Linked DNA regions of Danio rerio: region 1 is linked to region 2. The links are chromatin contacts, called in public HiChIP or PLAC-seq maps. All regions are on one chromosome and are shown on one strand. The core of a region is the stretch at or near the end of the contact, and the rest is flanking DNA. Distances in the headings are between cores, read along the strand shown. Region 1 holds the start of armc1l (armadillo repeat containing 1, like). Region 2 holds the start of myb (v-myb avian myeloblastosis viral oncogene homolog).

Region 1 (4,383 bases), core at 313-2,812, 98 kb before region 2:
AGGAAGATAATGAATTTTGTGCATTGATGCAGTGTGCATAATTAGACTAAAGCTCAAAGTGTATATCAAAATTTAAAGTTCATTTGATAAATTCCAGAACATCATAGAAGAAGCTCGATTTCATTATACATTTACAGGTATAAATGGAAAAACTACTAATGATAAAAGTGTTTAGTTTAAAATAAAACACCTCTTTATCAATGACTCCAGGCTGACCATCATGCCAAGCTCATTTCTCATTGTATTGATGTTACGGGGCGATTCAGCCAAGTACCGCAAGGCCTGAGGAGAAGACACTTTAAAACTCTAATTTATACAGATAAAAACATTTCGTCACCTTATATTTATAAAGTTCTATCTGACATTTTTGTCAAAATTTAGTTTTTCACATATTCTTATTAAATGACAACTTACTTACATTATGGGATTTGTTTTGTTTTGTTTTATTAAAAAACAAAACAAATGTTTTGCTATATGAAATGCAAAAACTTTAGAGCTCATTATCTCGAAATATATCAGAACGCAGATAGAACTTACAATTCCAAGGTGACGATTTGTTAATTGACAAATCAGGTCTGAGTGTACCTGAAGGGTGGCAAAAAGCACTTTAGGGTCTTTGTGGTCCAGGAACAGCACTAATCCTGGAAGGCAACCCTGGTCCTGAACAATAACCTCCCGGTTCTGTGGTTCTGATGCCAAGTCCCGTAGCTGTGTCACGACTGATAATGCGTCCATCATTTTTTGTGGAGATCTGAAACACCAGAGGATATAAAGACAATTTATTTGACGGCCATTTGATACTCAATTCAATTCAATTCAGCTTTATTTGTATAGCGCTTTTACAATGTAGATTGTGTCAAAGCAGCTTCACATAAATGGTCATAGTAACTGGAACAGTGTGGTTCAGGTTTTAGTGTTTAAGTTCAGTTCAGTTCAGTTTAGCTCTGTTCAGTGTGATTTAATCATTACTGATACCTAGAAGCTACATTCCTATTGGACAGATGTGATTTATGAATTGTGGTTTTGTTCTATACAAAACACAGCATTTGTTTTATTTATTATGCTATCTTAATATCGTATTTATGTTATGGGCGTATCATGCATGTTTTCTGTTTTATTTTGTGCACATTTCAACCGTTTCGATCACGTGACCGTTTACAATAATAGCCTTTTAAAATTTCGACAATAATAAGGCATTAACAACTACGTGAAAAAAATGAGACCTTAAAAGTACACCTTGTTCACACATGGTAACATGAGACTTCAGAAAAGCTAACGCGAATAGCACACATGCTCAAAACACTACCGCTAATAGCGTGTTAGCAAAACAGCTAAAGTGTTGAAATTGCTATTCAAACATTACTGTAAATTAAATAACATCTATATTTATTCACGTTAACATTGTTACATATCGTTTTCAAAACACTCCTTCGTGTATGTTAATACGACAATTAAATTTATCAGTTTACACTGTCACTGTACTCACCGCTACCGTTACTTTTAACAGCACACACAAACAAATACGAAACTTCCCACTCCTTCTGTTCAAACGAAATAATTGGCTAACGTCTTTGACATCGTTTCTAAATGTTTCAAGTTGATTGGCTACTGGAGCCAACCCCACCGCCCGGACCAATCACAAACGCCCTCACAGAAAGAGCTTTATTTGAGTTTACCTGCACGGGAAGCGTGAGACGGCGAGGAGGTAAAGTGAATAACATTAATTAAACAAATTGTCTTCGTAAATATAAACGGCATTTAATAAGACGACCGTAGGATTAAATGAAACGTAGACATATCCAAAAGTGAAATAACGTTATAGGATATGTTTGAGATACGTGTGTGTGTGTGTGTGTGTGTGTGTGTGTGTGTGTGTGTGTGTTTTCGTACGCACTCATTGGTAGGACAGTTGACGATGCTGGTAATTACCGCTGCATTTGATTACTATTATCTTGCATTTATGTCATTAGTTTTATCGTAGTATTTCAGAATTAATGTATAATCTTTATATTGCGGGTTTTGTTACAGAGTTGAGCGGAATGCAGCTGATTTGATCCCTCTGGTCACGTGGAGAAGTTTGGTGCAGTGTCTGTGTGTTGTTAGTTCATCCGTCAGCAGAAATCCAGCGTGCAAAATATACACACACACAGTCAATGTCTCTGCTGGAGGACATCGTTGACCTGCTGAAATGTGTTCTGGAATATTTTGGAGTGCCTCCAGACATGGTATAGAGACAATCAAGTACATAAAAAAAGTTATTTAATGAAAGTTATAATTTATTAACAGTGCATTTGTGTGTATTGTTGCAGTTGGTTCCAGTATGGGAAAGTACACACTGTGGACAGTACCGAAGCCTAGTCCGAATGATTGGAACAAATCTTCCTCTTTCTCCTTACCCTCGGTTGCGGTTTCAGGTATTTTATGCTGTAGAAATAAATTTGTACTGCTACTAAAAATAATATATAAGAATACTATCAATAAAAACTACAGTAGTTACTCATTGAGGTAAAGTTTGTTTTATATTAACACATTCAAACATTCTCCTTAATAATATAATTTCAGAAAAGTATTATTTACATAATCTAAATAGTGAAATAATATTAGCAGCAAATGACTATCAAAGTACAACATTGTTCACACGCAAATAAATAGAGCTAATGCTGTTTTCAAGTCATACTTGCATGTGATTTCAGGCTGAATATATTTAAAGTACCATGGTAAACCATATAGGAAGCAAGTTGTCACTGAACGAATGTGAGAATATAAAGCCAACTTTACCACTTACCAATTTTGGCACTATTTTGTTTCGTTTTATTGTTTGTATATGTTCAGTGTATTATAGGGCTGTGCGATTTGGGGTAAATATCTAATTGCTATTTTTTATTATTTTTTTGGACAGATTGGGATTGTGATTTGGTTTATGATTTAATTCAAGCTGATTTTAATTTAACTCAAGCTTCAGCTCAATAATCTGTATGTCATGGCAAAAATTTTGTGACAAGAGTCTATTGTTTCTTCTCGTGTAATGGCATAGTTGATGACAACTGATACCATGTCTGCGTTGTCTCACGACACCATCGCAGAAAGTCTAGCATGTTTAATAGCATTGCGGACTGGTTTTGAAGCACTTCACCTCAGATGGTATTCGTTATTTTTGTATATAATTCTGACTTTAACTGTACATATTTTATTTTGCAGCCTCTTGATATTAACTAACTGCAACGTTTCAAATTGCAATACGATTTTGATTTAGCGCACAGGCCTAGTGTAATATGTACTTTTGTTATGTTTATTTTGTTGATGATTTTTAAAATTTTGATTTTAGCTTTTTAATTTTTATTTCAATTTTTCAACTTTTAGCAATTGAAGTTCTTTAGTTTAAGCATTTTATTTTAGTTAGTTGCAGAGACATTTTTGTCGTCTAATGTTTACATTTTGTTTCATTTAAGATTCATTTCATTTTTAGAAAAAACTATTTATTTTAGTTTTCAAGAACAAATCTAACTGCCATGTCTTGACCTTTACATTTTTTTAATCTCAAAGCTTTTTTTTTAGCTTAGTTTAAATTCAGAAAAAATATATTTTATTTTATTCTGTCAGACAAAAGCCCGCAGACTTTGTTTGAGGCCCTTTTTTGACACAGTTCCCTTTGTTAGACTTTAATAACTGTTTATTGTGTATAATAATTGTTAATTTTTCTAGTCTTTTTTTGTTGTTGTAGTTGTAACGTTCTCTTGTTTTATGTTATTGTTTCAATTCAATGTTTTATCATATTTTAAATTATTTTTTTTGTGCCTCATGTATGGGTGAGGTGGTGGGTTGTTTTTTTATTTGTTTTATTGTTCTTATTATTTTTTTCTTTGGCTAATTGTAAAAAAAAAAGTCTTGATACTTTTTGTATTCTTACAGTCTACATAATGTTTTGTACATTTCAATAAATAAATGAAATAAGAAAAAATATATAAGAAGTATACATTTGCATTTACCTCATTTTTGTAACTCAAGCTTAATGCACGCTTGTGTACAAAACATGCATGTTTCTCTCAGTATGAATTGTTAATAAGAGTTTTGTGAAGCACTTTAACATGCAAAAAGCTTCAAAGGACTTAAGAGCATCCTCACTAATGTGTTCTGACTCTTCCTTTAAGATTCCTCTGCAGACCTTTAATAAGCACAGCCATATCGATGTGTCAGTGGACTCTCCAGCCATTCCTACTTTAGCGGATGTGCTTTGGCTGGTCGAGGATGAAGGAGACAGTCACACAAAATTCAGGTAGTCACATCAGAAACCCAAGTGTTTATTAATAGCTCACTGACAGGCCAGCATTGCTTTGAGTGCTAAATATACACTACCTGTCAAATATTTAGGATCTGCCAGATTTT
Region 2 (4,219 bases), core at 226-2,725:
ACTCAAAACAAAAGATAAGGATGATAGCTCGCTGCATTGATTACAAGTGTTTACACTGAAATGTAAAACTCAGAACGCACCTAGTCCAAGCAAATATGTAGTCAAATATATGGTTTCATCTTTAGTGTGCGCTGAGTAACTGTACTGTGACTTTAAATACCTGTCAAAATAGTCTCACTGTGGCTGAAAACTAATTCAGAGGAATTTTTGAGTAGTTTATTATTAGCTTAAGTGACAAATACAACGAAATACTCTCACTTTTAACCCGTTGTGTGAACTTAATATACATTAAAGTGAATTTAGCTAACTGTAAACGCTCCAAAATTTGAAGTAAACTTAAAAAGACAAAATTAACCTGCTGAACTTATAGTTTTGTTTCATCTTTTATCGTAATATTTCATCAAAAGGAAACAGGCAGAATGACAGCCGCAGTCTCCATTCACTTGAATAGAAACAAGATGCAGTGAAAGTGAATGGCTCGCGAGACTGTCAGACCCTCACTCGCATTCTGCCTCATTTTCATTTATTTAATTTTGTTCGACGCTAAAGTTACAACAGTTTAAGATCAGCATGAGGGTGTGTGAACGATGACAGCATTTCATGTAGGGTCGAACTATCCCTTTAAGACTATAATACCACGCTAGTTATTACAACCGACAAATGTAAAGCGGATTTAGAAAACTCAGTGATTATAATCCATCCGGCTCACGTGTAATCTCAAAATTAATCCAAACGATATAATTCAGAGCCATTTCCGAAAAAGAGTAAAACTCAGTTAGTAGAAATAGTACGCGAACACACCGAGATGTTTTTGGCAATCGCCCGCTATTTTTCAACTACGCTACACAGCCGCTGACATTGCGGCTCTCCTCTGTTGTTTCTGAATCTAAATGAGTGTTCTTCTTTTTGGGGAAGTACCGAATCAAACCTTAACCTGTCCAGCGGACTCGCACGCGCAGGTGGATGAATGAAAATGTAAATGAACGCGAGCGCGAGACCACCGCGCGCGGGCGCGAGCGGAGAGCGCACATGCCATCCACCTGTTCAGCGCGCGCGGCCACAACAAATGCCAGTCCTCGCAGACTAAGATGCGTGCGATTATAAAAATGCAACAAAGCTCTCATTTTGAGCATGCCTTTTCTGAAATACAATGTTCTTAGGACAAGCCGTTTATACGTGTGTACATATATATACCTCCATGTGGCTGTGGAGCGCATTCTCACAGTATAAGGAAATACATGCGCGAAAGTTTTCATCATAATGCATAAGTTTTAAAACTCACCTGTGTCTGTGCCGCCTCGCCATCCCGCTGTTCGAGAGGAAGGTAGAGATGTGATGGTGAGTGCGCTCGGCTCAAGTGTGCTAAGGTGGAGTGCTGTCAGCTCCTCTTCGAGGAGGAAGTGCTGATATTAAGCTCTCTAGTGGAGTGTGCGATATTGTAAACAGATCCATCAGACAAAGCTGGGCTGTCTTTCTCCCTCCCGCTAAATTTGGCGCCTCGGGTCTTGCGCATGCGCACCATCCGCTCGACTATTCACTGAGAAGAGCGCCTTTTGAGCAAGAGGTCCGCGCTAATCGTCCACTGTTGTGCTTTTGGAACAATTATATTGTGTTTTTGGAGGTAAAGAGGCAGGGAGGGGTGGCAGCGCGTTTCTTGGAGGACAATGTGGACTCTGAGTGGGAGTGAAAGTTTGGCAAACAAGGAGAAACAGAGCGTGAGGGGGTCCGGGCATCCTCTCTCGAGTTTATCGCTGTTTCTGCGGTACTGAAGCTGCTGTACTCTAATGAGGGATGGTGAGAAAAACTGGCTTGTGGTTCCAGTCGCGACTCCCTTTAACAAATTCAGTTAGATTTTAAAAGAATATTTAAAACGGTTTAAATTATGTTTGTTAAAATTAATAACAATTATTATTCGTTTTAAATAATCAACTAAATTTGTAATAAATTAATCTAAATGTTACATTTTCGTGGCTTTTTAATAAAAGAAATGCAAATCAGTAATTACAAACTTCAAACATATTAAAAAAACGTGGTAGATGTAGCCTAGACATATTTTTCAAAATACCACTATTTATAACAAAACTGATTACACAACTTTAACACATCATATTTATAAATAAGCTACTACTAATGCGCTGAAATAACCAGCTAATACAGAAATGTTTGGGCTTTGTCTACTTCCAAGCAAGAGAACCAAACTTCAAGTGTTGTACACATCAATGGGACATACGGAAAGTATTATGGGATGTTTTAGTTTCTTTTTAAGTAGGACATAAGGTAATAATTGATTCGCCGTGTCACTAACAAGAATCAGCTCATAAGAGTCATTTGCTCGAGTTGGTCAACACAGTGACGCGGCTGAAGGCTGTGTGTATTTGATTCCATAAAAGAACCGGATCATAAGAGTCATTTGTCAGAGGTTCGAACTGCTATCCGTGTATCGAAATGTGAATCCAGCAGTGTTGCGCCTAAATATCTGTGCAGAATTTTCTTTCTTCTGCGAAGCTATTCAAACGCAAAACAACCGCTGAGCCGTACAGATAAACTTTTCAAAAACATTATTTCGATTGGGGCAGTTTTTAAAGTTCCCCATTCCTAAATGCACGTTTTCCTTTATGGAGAGACAGTTACGCTGAAAACCCTGTGTCATCGTTAATTTCCTGTGAATCATTTTAATAAACTACGTTTTCCAGAATTCTCGCATTCATTGGGTTGCAACAGTTTCGCTTTTCCTTTTCCAGAAATGTTCCACTTGGTTGCTTATGAATTTCACTTTGCGTCGAGGAACAGTGTTACACAATACACAATGTAAAGCACATTTTGTTACTGAATTTCACGGTCAGGTCTGGACGGAAAAGTAGAGCAGCTTGTTTAAGTTCTTCTCCGACATGTCCAACCTGTTGCCATGTGATAGTATACGTAATTGCAGAATAACCAAAAGTAACCAGCAAACTTTCTCTGTCACAACACACCCATGCTGGCTGTGGTCTATATAATTTGTTTTATATGTTGTCTGCCGATTGCACTCACTTGGCTGACATATTGTGACCGTCACTTATCATTTCGGTCAGCGTGAGCCATTGTTTCTGACCACTGACGCTCATGCACGTGCTCAGCAGAGCTCGCAGCTCGTGAACGCGCATCTGTTGTGTCTGCGCGCTAGCTGGCGCGCTCATCCATCCATTGCAGAACAAGGAGGGGTTATCACTGGGGGTGCTTCATTAAAAAAAGAAAACACTTAGTCGCCATTTTCTTTCCCAAGTACACTTGTCTATGCAACAGATAATGATTTATGACTTAGTCATATCTCAACACACATTATAACAATTTTCTGTTTTATGACAACATAAATCCACAATAACATATGAATTACATTGCACAGATAATAAAAAAGTAAATAAAAAAGTTGCTCACAGCAGGAAAGTTGCTGGTTCGAGCAACGGCTGCGTCAGTTGCCATTTCTGTGTGGAGTTTGCATGTTCTCTTCATGTTCGCGTGGGTTTCTCCTGGGTGCTCTGGTTTCCCCTACAGTCCAAAGACATGCGCTATAGGTGAATTGATTAAACTAAATTGGCCATGGTGTATGAGTGTGTGTGTGTGTGTGTGTGGGGGTGTGTGAATGAATGTGAGAGTGTATGGGTATTTTCCAGTACTGGGTTGCAGCTGGAAGGGCACCCGCTGTGTAAAACATATGCTGGGTAAGTTGGCGGTTCATTCCGCAGTGACGACCCATGATGAATAAAGGGTCTAAGCTGAAGAAAATTATTGAATGAATAATTGACTGAAGAATGTGACAGTTGACCAATCAGACGATTAGCAAATTACAACTGAAGTATAGCTGAAATACAGAATTATTGAAGACTTGCTCAAATGGAAAGTCCCTATGACATGACTGTTGTTCAGTATTAGTTGTTCAAACTAATTTTGATGAATAATTGATGATGACAACTGTTTTAACCCTGTTGCCTCAAATAGTGTTTGAGTAAACATCAATTGCACAAGGAGAATCACTCAATGCAGATGCATGTGTGCAGCAATGTAAAAGTGCACAGTTTTCCATTGCATCATAGTTGTGACCTCAAAATATTTGTGAGTCAGTCTGGAAACAAATACCACACAGAGACATGCATTGATATGTGAGACAGAGACTGACCTCTGTTTAAGGCCTAATTAAAATAATGAATGTTATATCTGTTTTTCCTGACATGATACTGCCACC

Evidence for each region. HiChIP or PLAC-seq counts read pairs in DNA pulled down with a chosen protein or histone mark.
Region 1: an H3K4me3 HiChIP or PLAC-seq map of embryo shows a contact between it and region 2, with 2.6 times the contacts expected there. The contact joins the promoter of armc1l here to the promoter of myb in region 2. A contact is called at or near these places in 2 of 4 datasets of contacts at active chromatin or transcription factors (embryo and gastrula embryo).

Annotation. Positions count from the first base shown.
Region 1 is chr23:34,853,300-34,857,682 of GRCz12tu, reverse strand. It overlaps armc1l (armadillo repeat containing 1, like), which reads right to left and starts at 1,562. Exons shown (of 7, transcript NM_199539.2): 1 at 1,487-1,562; 2 at 586-751; 3 at 191-282. The coding sequence starts at 738. It overlaps mtfr2 (mitochondrial fission regulator 2), which reads left to right and starts at 1,684. Exons shown (of 8, transcript NM_001077285.1): 1 at 1,684-1,705; 2 at 2,029-2,225; 3 at 2,310-2,414; 4 at 4,149-4,273. The coding sequence starts at 2,154.
Region 2 is chr23:34,755,284-34,759,502 of GRCz12tu, reverse strand. It overlaps myb (v-myb avian myeloblastosis viral oncogene homolog), which reads right to left and starts at 1,475. Exons shown (of 15, transcript NM_131266.2): 1 at 1,283-1,475. The coding sequence starts at 1,305.